Linked DNA regions of Capra hircus: region 2 is linked to region 1. The links are chromatin contacts, called in public Hi-C maps. All regions are on one chromosome and are shown on one strand. The core of a region is the stretch at or near the end of the contact, and the rest is flanking DNA. Distances in the headings are between cores, read along the strand shown.

What was found. Hi-C and Micro-C count contacts between places; a contact is called where the count stands out from the background.
Region 2: a Hi-C map of blood shows a contact between it and region 1, with 6 times the contacts expected there. The contact joins the enhancer-like site here to the promoter of PTPRJ in region 1. A contact is called at or near these places in 2 of 5 Hi-C or Micro-C datasets (both in blood).

What each region holds. Positions count from the first base shown.
Region 1 is chr15:5,178,106-5,184,385 of ARS1.2, reverse strand. It overlaps PTPRJ (receptor-type tyrosine-protein phosphatase eta), which reads left to right and starts at 3,533. Exons shown (of 24, transcript XM_013969888.2): 1 at 3,533-3,585; 2 at 4,732-4,881. The coding sequence starts at 4,821.
Region 2 is chr15:5,327,460-5,333,739 of ARS1.2, reverse strand. No RefSeq gene overlaps it. Among named protein-coding and RNA genes, the nearest start is that of NUP160, 93 kb to the left of the region's middle. Within about 2 kb of position 3,294, at least 1 of the 5 cell types and tissues checked has an H3K27ac peak or open chromatin away from gene starts, as enhancers often do.

The DNA.
Region 1 (6,280 bases), core at 2,284-4,783:
AACCGCATCTCCTGCGCCGCCTGCATTGCAGGTGAATTCTTTATCCGCTAAGCCAACGGCGAGGCCCTTTCTGTTGCATTCTTTTAAAAAGTACTCACGAGGTGTCCCCCATGCCATGTGTCTTGTGGGGGGCTGTTTGCAAGGGTCCTTTTGGTCTGTGGTCAGTGGAAGAGTTTGGGGCCTGGACTGGCCTCCTGTGTCTGCCTCTCGCGGACCTGCTCGGTGACCCTGGATGACAGGTCACTGACCTTTCACTTTCTTTATCTATAAAAATGAAGGTTACTGTGAAAATTAATCGTCTAGCTTTGTGCTTATTATAGTGTTGACTAGTGTTCCAAATAGCGTTCTTTTGGTTGCAAACCTTAGACAACCCAAACAAAAGTAGTTAAATTTAAAGGGGTATTACATCTCCCCAGCTAAGAAGTTCAGAAGTAGAAAGAGTCTAGAATTGCTTGATTTGGCAGTGCAAGGATCCAAGTGTTTTCTCTCTTTCCACATCAGCCGTCCTCAGCTGGTGGGTGAGTTCTTCCCTCCTTGTCACATAGTGGCTGCAGAAGCGCCAAGCATCACGGGCAGATCTGCTGAAGTCCAGCAAAGCAGGATGGTATTTCCTTCCATGCATTTCCTTTTTATTAGAGAAGAAGTATTCCCCCAAGAGACCCCTTGCAGATTTCTCTTAGGTGCCCTTGTCCTTCGTTTTAGATTCCCTGAGTCCTAAGGCAAGGACTAAGCTGCTGAGGCTTCATTTGGAAAGTCAAGGCCCATTGAGGTCAAGGTGAGGGAATGAAGCTGGGAAAGACGTGAAGCCACGTGAGCTAGGGTGATGTCACTCTAGCTACTGTTTCATCATGAGCCTCAAAGAGATGCCAGCTGGTGTGTACACCTGGCATATAAGGTCTTTGGGAGGGTTGCCAGGAGAAACTGTGTCTGGATTTGTCAGAGGCACCCTGAGAATATCTTTTGAAGTTAATGTTTAAACCTTCCCTTAGTTCCAGCACATTTCTTGCCAGTTGCTTTCTGTTGGAAGCTAGTGGTTTAGGACACAGACTGGAGTCAGACTGCCTGGGTTCAGACCCTGGTGCTATGGCTCAGTAGGGACCTGTGCCTCCTGTTTAGGGCTGTTGGGAAGAGTGAATGAGTTAGTGTCTGAAAGCACTCAGAACAGTGCTCTGTGCGTATTGGGCCAAAGGCGCTGAGAATAGAGTCAAAGCACGATTCTAATCTTGGGAAACTTGTGTTTGGCCATGACTGTGACTCTTGGAATTTCATCTGTAGAACTCAGAGCTCTTTGACACGTTGTCCTGTGTCGTGACCAGCAGCCAGTCAGTGTTTGCCGAGTCTCGGACTGCAGAGGACCCAGACTGACATGCACAGACGCTCTTCCCCTTCCGGGTGTGCCTCCCCTGACTTCCCTCGGCAGGTGGTACCGACCCCAGGGCACACTCCATCCGTCTCCTCCCTCCCTCGCTCCACCATGGTTCCCCGGGACTCGAGGCCTGTCTGCTTTAGTTCTGAGGTTTTAGCCCAGTGCTTGGCACACACGGGTGCCCAAGAGTTGCTTGTTAAGTGTCAGTACTTTCTACCTTGACTGACTGATTTACAGACGTGTCTCATTTCCCTTCCTTTCCTGTAAACAGTTTGAAGACAAGATCTTTATTGCTTTAGGCAATATTTGGTGGCATGGATGGGTGGTTGAATGGCTTCCCGGTGAGGACATAGCCCAGAGATGCCCAGGCAGAGAGATGGTAACATTGTAAAGGGCTGGGATGTGCCACCCTAGGGTCACAACTCCAGGGCAAAAAAAAAAAAAAAGAGTGTATTGCCCTGTGCTGCTTACCTAGTGACCCATTCCTCCTTTTTCTCCCTCGTGTGGTCCATCCTGGATGGCGTGGGGTGCGGAGCATAGAGTGAGGGCGAGGGCTGGAGGGAGGAAGGCGAGCTGGAAACGCTTAGGCCTGAGATGAGGCGGGTTGAAGGGTACATGGCGGTGGTGGGAATGGAAAGTTTGAGAGTGGGGTGTGAGCAGGAAGGGAAATCAACAGGGCTCGCCCACCCCTTGCCTCCCCGCTCCTGCCCCCTGGCACTCCGTCCCACAGGCTGGCAGGGAGTGAGGAGAGGAGGAATGCTGGATTCCTTTGAGTCCTGGTGCCTGGGTCACTGGGAGACAGGGCTGGGGCCAGGCCCCCCTTCTGCCCATCTACCTCATGAGACGAGAGCGAATGTTCTTGTTTTCTCCATTTGATAAGCGCAAACTTGTGGGATAAGTGGGAGGAATACGGGGCTGAGTAATCGGGCTCCTGGGACCTGACCGGCCTTGGCCTTGTCCTTGCTGTGGAACCTTGGGCAAATCTTTCCCTTCACTGGGCCTTAGAGATTGGCTCCTCTGCAGAATGAGAGGCTCGTTCTTTCCTTCGTGCCACGTACTGAGTGCCTACCGTGTGTAATAGCCTAGGCGTGGGCACAGACGCAGTTTCTCTCCTGGAGTGTGCATTTCAGTCGGAGGAGACTGACGATGACTCAGGTGAAGGCTGGGAGAAAACACAGCAGTCAAGCAGTGTGACTGGGGCTCATTTCCATCGGCTGCTGGCACCATCTGGGAAGGTCTGGACGGCGGGGTTGAGGGTGAGGGCAGAGTGTTTTTGGAGAAGGGAATCAGTGCATAAAGGCTCCCGCGGAGAACCAGCTTCAAGAACATTGCAAAGGGCATGAGAGGTGATAACAGAGGGAACCTGTAGGCTGTGGTTAAGAGTTTGCATTTTATTCTAAGTGTGATGGGAGGTTTGAGGATGTTTTTTCCACTGGAGTCTCTTTTGATTATTTTCCACTTTACAAGGGCTGTAGTTGGAAATATCCCACTAACCAGAAAGGTGTGATTTTACTAAACAACAGGTTGAACAATCTTGAATTAATTTAGGCTTTTAAAGTGTGGGGAAATAATAGGGACTTGATAAATATCTTTGAGGATCCTCAGGGATCTAAACAGATGGCAGATGGAGACACCCTTTGGTTCAAACGTTTATTCTTCACAAAGTCGTTTGCCGAATGATTTTTAAAAAGATTCCTGCCGCCTCCTGATAGAAGATGACCTTTTGCACAGTGAACATCTCTAACACGGTGGATTTCTGCTGCCACCTGTCTGGCTTCATATCCTCCGTTCTCGACCCAAAGTGGCTCTGGGGAAGGGGTGGTGGGGGTGGGGATGGCCCTGCCTTCTTTCTTTTGGTCCAAAGAATCTCAACTCCTGTTGCGGTGTCCTTTTGCCTCAGAGTACAGTGTAATGACGGGAAGGAGCGCGGACCTGGGGAGTGGAAGAAACGCTGGGTAGCCAACAGCCGTTTGGTCTCCCTATAACTGAGTTCATCCATTGTTTGCAGATGGCTGGCGCTTACCCTGAATTCCCACGTTCAGTGGCCTCACACCCTAACCCTGGCTGGCAGGCCTTTGCTTAATGCATTTCTTAACACCCCACCCCAGTCATTAAATTTTCATCTGCTTTATTTCTGATTTGCAGTTTGCCCAGGCTGGAGGAATCTACTGACTTCCGTTTTCTTTCTCTGTTACAGATCCTGTGCACAGTTGACTGTAGTAAGTACCACGGCCCACTCTGCTCGTGTGCTGTTCGCTACTGCCCCCTAATGGACGCATCAATATTAACAGGACAGTGAAAAATCGCAGAAGATGCTAATTTGCTAAAACTCGCTTAGTTCCAGTATTTCTTTGGAAGTGGGGTGAGGGTGGAAACAGCAAATGAAAGAAAAAATTTGATCAGTTGTGCAACCCTGACAAATACAAATTTTTTTCTGTGATTTTTTTTTCTAGCCTACATTTGTGGGTGATTTTTTTTTTAACAGACAACTTAGTTTTCATAATGTAGTATGATGTATATTTATTTCATGTACTGTTACCCTGTAAGTATTTTCTTGTGTTGCTGAATCACCCCATGATTTTTTAAATGATGTACAGGTTTTGTATATAATCTTTGGAAAACCAGACGTAGCCTCCTGTATATTGTGCTTCCATGTGGAGGGTTGAGTCTCAGTTACTAATTAGTTCCTGGTCCATTGACGTCCTCCCTGGTCTATAGTAAAATGAGAAAAATGGGGTTGCTGTAGGAAATTTTTAATGGAACTTAATATATTCAGTTGAAAGCACCATTTACTCTGGGGTTATGTCCTCACCGATTTTTTGATCATTCTTCACTTCTATAAGAAATAAAATGAACAATATTTAGTAATTTTTTAATGTACCTCTTTGAAAAATAAAAATCGGTGGCTTTTGTCTGTCATCAAAATTCGAGGACTACTTTTTTTTCCCCCAGTTGGTAAAATCTCAGCCTGTGAACCGTAAAGATAAAATTCTTAGAATATTCTTACAGTGTCATACAAAGGGGGCATCCTTGCTGAAACCTTCTAATAAAGAGAATCTCACTTAATGACAGTAATTATGCAAAGCCTGTGCAAACAATAGGAAGAGTTCTGTAATTGCTTTCTCTTCCTTGTTAATCAGTTTGGTAAATAAGCTGGTAGGTTCCTTGCACAGGTTCAAATCACTGGTGCAAAAGAAGAAAAAAATCTGTGTGTAGAGGCCATATTGTAAGGTGGGGGAGGGGAGATGAAAGAACTGTGATACATTTAAAAAGTGATAGGTAAAAGTCTGTTGTACGGCCTGTATGCGGTGGTGGGGGGTGCCGTTCTATTAGCTTGCATTTTGTTTTCCTTTCCTATGTTCTAGGCACCAGCTGCAATGTGACTACATTCTCATCTACAACCAGTAACAGTGCATGGACCGCAGCCCCAGAAAAGCTTGTAACAGCAACTGTAATGGGTTTGAATGGCCAGTCCACTCCAGCCGACAGTGGGACATTTTCACCCCTGGATCCTGGTATGCACTATCTTCTCACCCTTTAAAATGGCTCCAGTCAGTTCCGTCGCTCAGCTGTGTCTGACTCTTTGTGATCCCATGGGTTATAGCACGCCACGTTTCCCTGTCCGTCACCAACTCCTGGAGCTGGCTCAAACTCATGTCCATTGAGTCGGTGATGCCATCCGACCATCTCATCCTCTGTCGTCCCCTTCTCCTGCCTTCAATCTTTCCCAGCATCAGGGTCTTTTCTAATGAGTCAGTTCTTCACATCAGGTGGCCAAAGTATTGGAGTTTCAGCCTCAGCATCAGTCCTTCTAATGAATATTCAGGACTGATTTCCTTTCGGATGGACTGGTTGGATCTCCTTGCAGTCCAAGGGACTCTCAAGAGCCTTCTCCAGGACCACAGTTCAAAAGCATCATTCTTTGGCGCTCAGCTTTCTTTATAGTCCAACTCCCACATCCATACATGACTACTGGAAAAACCATAGCTTTGACTATACGGACCTTGATTGGCAAAGTAATATCTCTGCTTTTTAATATGCTGTCTAGGTTAGTCATAACTTTCCTTCTAAGGAGTAAGCGTCTTTTAATTGCATGGCTGCAGTCACCTTCTTCAGTGATTTTGGTTCCCAAGAAAATAAAGTCTGTCACTGTTTCCACTGTTTCCCCATCTATTGGCCATGAAGTGATGGGACTGGATGTCATGATCTTAGTTTTCTGAATGTTGAGTTTTAAGCCAGCTTTTTCATTTTCCTCTTTCACTTTCATCAGGAGGCTATTTAATTCTTTTTCACTTTTTACCATAAGGGTGGTGTCATCTGCGTATCTGAAGTTATTGATATTTCTCCCAACAATCTTGATTCCAGCTTGTGTTTCATCCAGGCTGGCATTTCTCATCATGTACTCTGCATATAAGTTAAATAAGCAAGATGACAATATACAGCCTTGACCTATTCCTTTCCCAGTTTGGAACCGATCTGTTGTTCCATGTCCATTTCTAACTGTTGTTTCTTGACCTGCATTTAAATTTCTCAGGAGGCAGCTAAGGTGGTCTAGTATTCCCATCTCTTTAAGAATTTTCCACAGTTTGTTGTAATCCACACAGTCAAAGGGTTTGGCATAGTCAATAAAGCAGAAGTAGATGTTTTTCTGGAACTCTCTTTCTTTTTCCATGATCCAGTGGATGTTGGCAATTTGATCTCTGGTTCCTGTGCCTTTTCTAAAACCAGCTCGAACATCTGGAAGTTCACGGTTCACGGTTCACGTACTGCTGAAGCCTGGCTGGGAGAATTTTGAGCATTACTTTACTAGCGTGTGAGATGAGTGCAATTGTGCAGTAGTTTGAGCATTCTTTGCATTGCCTTTCTTTGGGATTGGAATGAAAACGGACCTTTTCCAGTCCTGTGGCCACTGCT
Region 2 (6,280 bases), core at 2,045-4,544, 150 kb before region 1:
GAACGGCAAGTGGCCAGAGGTGGGAAGAGGGGCCAGCACTGCACACGGAGGAGGGGGTCAAGAGGGCTCCTCAGAGAAAGTGACCCAGATCCCGGACTGCACCCAGCACGGTGGAGGGGAGCTTTTAAAATGGAAATAAATTTTTTTGTGGAAAGAAGTATATTTGTTCTTGGGCAGAAGAGTCTCCAGGGAAAGGCCGACTTTGCTCAGGTCTGTGGCAGTGGCCCTCTGACACTGGCCCGGGGCACGGGCTGCAGAAATGAAACCTTTGTCATCAGCATTCTTTTAGACCGTCAGATGCAACTTTCTGCTTCCTTCTCACAAACCAAACCCAAGCAAAAACCTTCGGGGGTTAGCAGAAATGATTTGCATACAGACATCCTCAAATCTTTAGGTAGTTGCGCAAGCAGGCAGGAACCCACACTGCAGCCTGTGTGTGTGCGGGCTCAGTAGTGCCTGACTCTTTGCAACCCCATTGTGTCCGAAGTGCAGTGCTCGGTCCCACCCCCTCCTCCATCTCATTTTACCCTCCAGGCAGCCCTATGAGGGAACGTTATCATTCCCATTTTGTAGATGAGGAAACTGAGGTGCGGAGGGCCCACATGACTTGTTCAGTGTTGGCACAGCTGAGAAAGGACAAATCAGAGGTTTAAACCCAGGCCATCCTGGGTGTGTGCCCCGTGCTCTCTCCACGAGGTCACAGCCCCTTCCGTGGACTGAGAGTTGCAGTGGTTTTGAAAGCAACTTCTGAAACCTTTCCCAGAAGCAATTCAGAAATTACATAGTCCAACCCCTTCATTTTGCAGATCAAACAAGTTAACAATACGAACGTGTGCCTAAACACCTGGTAGCCATGAATGGATGTTGGTTTCCTGTCTTTGCAGATCAGAAACCAACGGTTTAGAGAAAAGAAGTTACTTCTCTGAGGTTAACAAGGCGGCTTAGTGGCAAAGCTCATAGACTAAGGCAGCCTTGGGACTTCTACACGTTTTCACTTCTCCCCGTGCCCCGTAAGGCCTTAGAGGCGAAAGGCTCTAGTGTCAGTGACAGAGAGAGAGGAAGAGCTGTCAGGACTGGAGAGCAGTGATCCTTTAAGACTTCTACTGAAATGATGCCTACAGAGGAATGGGCGGGGTGGGTGGGGGTCTGGGGCCAGTAACCGGGAGCAGCAGGGAGCTGGTGGGCTGATGTTCAAAGATAGTCGTGCTTTCTCTTACGATGCATAGACTGGCACCTGTCACATTGGACCTGCTTTTCAAAGTGCTTTGCTTTGAGAGGCAGGGTGGTGGCGGGCACTGCCAGCTGACTGTGGGCTGGCCGTCTTGGTTCCACATTCTCGTTCACAGGTTGAGCCTAAATAACAGTAATAGTTAATAGCTAACAGTTTCCCTGGTAGCTCAGATAGTACAGAGTCTGCCTGCAACGCAGGAGACCCAGGTTCAACCCCGGGGTCAGGAAGATCCCCTAGAGAAGGGAATGGCAACCCACTCCGGTATTCTTGCCTGGGACATGGGGCTTCAAAGCCTGAGAGACTGCACGACCGCTACTACTCTTTCTTCAGACGCCAAGCCTGACCTGTTCTTCCTCCAAAATAAGGAGTTCTTGTAGCTCTACCCAGCTTATCCCCCATGCCAGGGATCTCCAGAGCTTTGGGGACTTCCCTGTAGCTCAGACAGCAAAGAAACTGCTTGCAATGCAAGAGACTGGGATTCAATCCCTGGGTCAAGAAGAGCCTCTGGAGAAGAGAACAGCAACCCATTCTAATATTCTGCCTGGATAATTCCATGGACACAAGAGGCTGGTGGGCTACTGTCCATGGGGTCACAAAGAGTCAGACACGACTGAGTGACTAACACTGGCTGTAACAGTTAATGAGTCTACATCAGGGCTGGGGAGCTGGGGTGTATATGTGGGAGGGGGCTGGAGTGTACATGGGGGGAGCTGGGAGAAGGACCACTCATGTCTGGTCAGAGTGCAGAGGGTGGGTTAAAGCTTGGGGGAGGAGGCGGGCTCACTTGTCATTTTCCCCCGCACCCAATCAGGTCACTTGAGTTTTCTTCCCAGTTCACAGAGGAGAAGGCAGAGGCTCAGGGAACGTCAAGGTCACGTAGCCAGTGAAGGTCAGAACTCTAGTCTTTCTAAGCTCCGTTTCCCAGTTTTACGCTGGGTGTGTGAATGTGTGTGTGTGCGCGGAAGGGCTTAATCCCTTCTTCCACTTTAACAAGAGAATGCCACGGGGTGGGGGCGGGGGGCGGCTGGGCGGGGGGCTGGCGGGGGAGGGGAGGCTCAGTCTCCGTTACTAGGAGTAAATGCCGTGCTCTGGGAGGAGTCCCTCTCTGTTTGGGAATTTCACCAGGATGGGGCTTTATACAAACTCGAGGCAAGTCCCCGCCCACTGTCCTCGGGGAGGAGGTGGGGTCACCCCAGTCTGTACACAGATGCAGCCGAGAGTACTGAGTTCCCTTTCACGATGTGAATCTGTGTCTTTTTAACCACCCTTTACCCTGGAGGAGTGAGGGGGAAAGTCTTCCCAGAGAGAGATCCCAACGGCAAGTTAGGTGCCTCCGTGGGAGGTCTCTGCACACTGAATAATGGAGGTGAGGAAGCTGCCTCGCACCCATGTGACTGGTTTGAGTCAACCAGTCATTCATTAATTCACCAAAGCTCTGCTCGGCTTTGGGAATTTACTGGTGAGTTGCTCCCAGCTGAACTCTAGGAGAGTTAAAAGGGCAGCAAAGCACCTCAAAATAGGAACTGCCTGGGACTTTCCCGGTGGTCTGTTGGTTAAGAATCCCACCTGCCAGAGAGACTCAGACCTAGAGGACAGACTTCTGGACACAGCGGGGGCAGGAGAGGGTGGGAGGGACTGAGAGAGCAGCGCGGGAATGTGCACGTGTCCACAGATACAGTGGACGGCTGAGGGGACCTTGCTGTGTCATACAGGGAGCTCAGCAGCCCGGCGCTCTGTGACAACTGAGAGGGGTGGGAAGGGATGAGAGGTGGGCGGGAGGGTCCAGAGGGAGGGGACACGTACCTGTGGCTGATTCATGTCGAAGGCAGAAACCAATACAACGCTGTAAAGCCGTTATCCTCTGATTAGAAACAAAACGAAAAAGGATCCACCTGCCAACGCAAGGGACGCAGGTTCTGGTCCCATGTCGGGGAAGATCCCACGTGCCTCAGAACCTCTAAGCCTGTTCGCTGCAACTAGGAAGCCCAAACTCTGGAGCCCCCGAGCTGCCGCTCCTGAAGCCTGAGTGCCCTAGGGCCCCCTGGCGGGCAGCAAGAGAAACCACCGCGAGGAGAAGCCCGCACCCCACACTAGAGGGTAGCCCCCGCTCACAGCAGCCAGAGAGGAGCCTGCGTGCAGCACGGGAGAGCCCGTGCAGCCGAAGAGAAATACATAAGTACGGTTTCGAAAAAGAAAAAGATTGGAGCTGACGGTGAGACCTGTGCAGCCCACAGGGAGCCTTGACGTCAGGGCGGTGGGAGAAGGAGGGGCTCTGGGTCATGTCAATATTTGGAGAGTTTGAGATCAGGATGATTTAGTGGGTGACGAGATAAATTTCCAGTTAGAGTCTGGAATCAGGGAAATGCGGTTTAGACATGTGTTTGGTTGTTAGTCGCTCAGTCGTGTCTGACTCTTCGTGACCCCATGAACTGTAGCCTTGCCAGGCTTCTCTGTCCATGGGATTTCGCAGGCAAGACTACTGGAGTGGATTGCCATTTCCTTCTCCAGGGGATCTTCGTGTTTGGTTAGTATAGGCTATTTTTAAATTTGAATTTAAATGCCTTTAGGTGGGGATCCCATTCCCAGCTTCCTGGGTTCTCACCGCTCCTTATTGGCCCCATCAGATTTATGTATTTACATGACCGGCCATCTGCCCAGCCCTGTGGCTAACAGAATTTAGCCACCCGATCAGTGGATGTCTCTAAGTTTTGAGAGTCTATTAATTCAAGTAGAAACAACCCAAAGGCAGATTTGCAGAATCTAGTATAGTTTTAAACTTTGAACTTCTCTCTCATTCTCACCGGAATGAGAATAATGCCAGACTTTACTGGTGATCTTCACTGATGACAATGATAATTGCTAATAAATAATAGTGAATAAGTTGGCATTCGTTTCCACTCATTCCATGTGTTCATTGAGAGCTGCTCTGTGTTAGCACTTTTCTAGGTCTCTGGAATACAGCAGCGAAGAAAACAGACAAAAATGAGACTTGAATTCCAGTGTGGGTGGAGGGAGACAGACAGTAGAGACATCATCGAATTAGATGGCAATAAGCATTGCGGAGAAAACTTGGGAAAGAAGTAAGAAGTATTGGAAGAGGAGGGCTTAGATGGGGTGGCCGTTGTGGGCTGCACTGAGAAAATGAGTATTTAGTAAAGATCTTGATTTAGTGTGGGAGCTGCCTTTGGAGCGAAGACCTAGGCAGGAAAAAGCGGCAAGGGCAGAGGGGTTAGAGGAGCCCCGTGGGCCCACCATGCACAGCTCTGAGTCACTTCTCTTCCTTGAGGGAGGTACTGTCATTGTTCCCACTTGCAGACTGTGGCCGGAGAACCTAAGAAAGCTCCTGTGGGTTCATAAGAGGCAGAACCGGGCTTCTGACCCAAGCAGCCTAACTCCAGATCTTGTGCCTGTAAATGCTAAGCTGAAGAAATTAGACCCAGGTACGGAGGATTTACACCTTCAGCTATAAGCAGCCTTCCCAGCCCTGGAGGAAAACCCTGGGTGTGGTGGGAGGGGAGCGAGTGACTCGGGCCTTGGCTGGCTTCCTGCTGAGTCACTGCCGATGGGCCGTGAAGGGAGGCGAGGGGCACTCAGGCCTCCCCTCCTCACACTGGTCGGTTCCTGCCTTCCGGGGGAGACCTTCCTGGCAGCCGGCCTGAACCACACATCGTCAGTGGGCAAATGTGTCTGACTTTCCTAAGAGCTCTGCTGCAGACTTGTGGGTGGGCTCCGTTTGCCAGTGTGGCCCCATGGCCAGCGAGAGGGACCTGGAGGCTGACCCTCTGCCCAGCCTGGCCCAGCACCCTCCAGCACGTGCCGGATGGACGCGTTCTGCCTCTCGTCAGACTGGCTGGCTGTCATCTTTAAGAGCAGCTGCGTGCTTGCCCCACCACTACAGACAGCCAGATGCAGAGGACAGCCACCCACACTGCCCTGGGCCTCGAGAGGCTCACCCTCTTGACATATTCATTCAAGCAGACGGCAAGGAAGGAACCCATAAGTACTATAACATATATATCAAGTTTGTTAAGATTTCAAAACAGGGACTGACAAATAATAGCTAGCATGGACTGAGCACGGGTAGTGTTCGAGACGCTTACCATAGTTTATCTCATCTTCATAGTTCCCTTGCCACCTAGCAAGGGAGGTGCTTCCTGTTTTATAGAAAAGAGCCTCAGAGAGGCCTTACCCAAGAAAGGGCCAGAAGGACAGCGGGAACAGAATCCTGGAGTCAGGAAAGTACAGGCAGGGGGTTGGCTCCCTGGAGAGCCACAGGGTAAGACTCTGTGTTTCCACTACAAGGGGCACGGGTTCAGTCCCTGGTTGGGGAACTACAGATCCCACGTGCTACATGGCATAGCCACACCAAAATAAAGGGACAGAGGAGGACAGTGACAGCTGAAGCTGGAGAGAACCAATGGGACCAGACTCGAGTGTGGGCTCGAGCTCGTGGTGGCAGGGAGCCACTGAAGATTTTCCACCACGTTTCTCCTTGGTGCCCCAGAGGTATTGCATCCTTGTTGCTTTAGTTTAGGGTGACCTTGGAGCTCCAATAATGGAGACTGAACAAACACAGTGGGAAGAACTCAGACTGCCTGTGGGGTGACATCCCTCCCCGGCTCCTTGCTCACCAAGCATCCTCTGTATCTGCTGAACTTCTCCAGAATATCCTTAGGTAAGAATTGTAGGGCTTCCCTGATGGCTCAGTGGTAAAGAGTCCACCTGCCGAAGCAGGAGACGCAGGTCTGATCTCTGGTCGGGGAGGATTCCACATGCTGCTGAGCACCTAAGCCTGCGCACCACGACTACTCATCCTGTGCTCCAGAGCCCAGGAACCGCAACTACCGAGCCCACCCACCACAGGTACTGAAGCCCACACGTCCCAGAGCCAGTGCTCCACAGAAGGAGAGGCCACTGCAACGAGAAGCCTGTGTACTGTGATGAGAGAGTAGCCCCCACTTGCAGCAACTAGAGGAAAGCCTATGTAGCAAAGAAGACCCAGCAGAGCCAAAAAGAAATAAGTAAAAAAAACTTTAAAAAGAAAAAAAG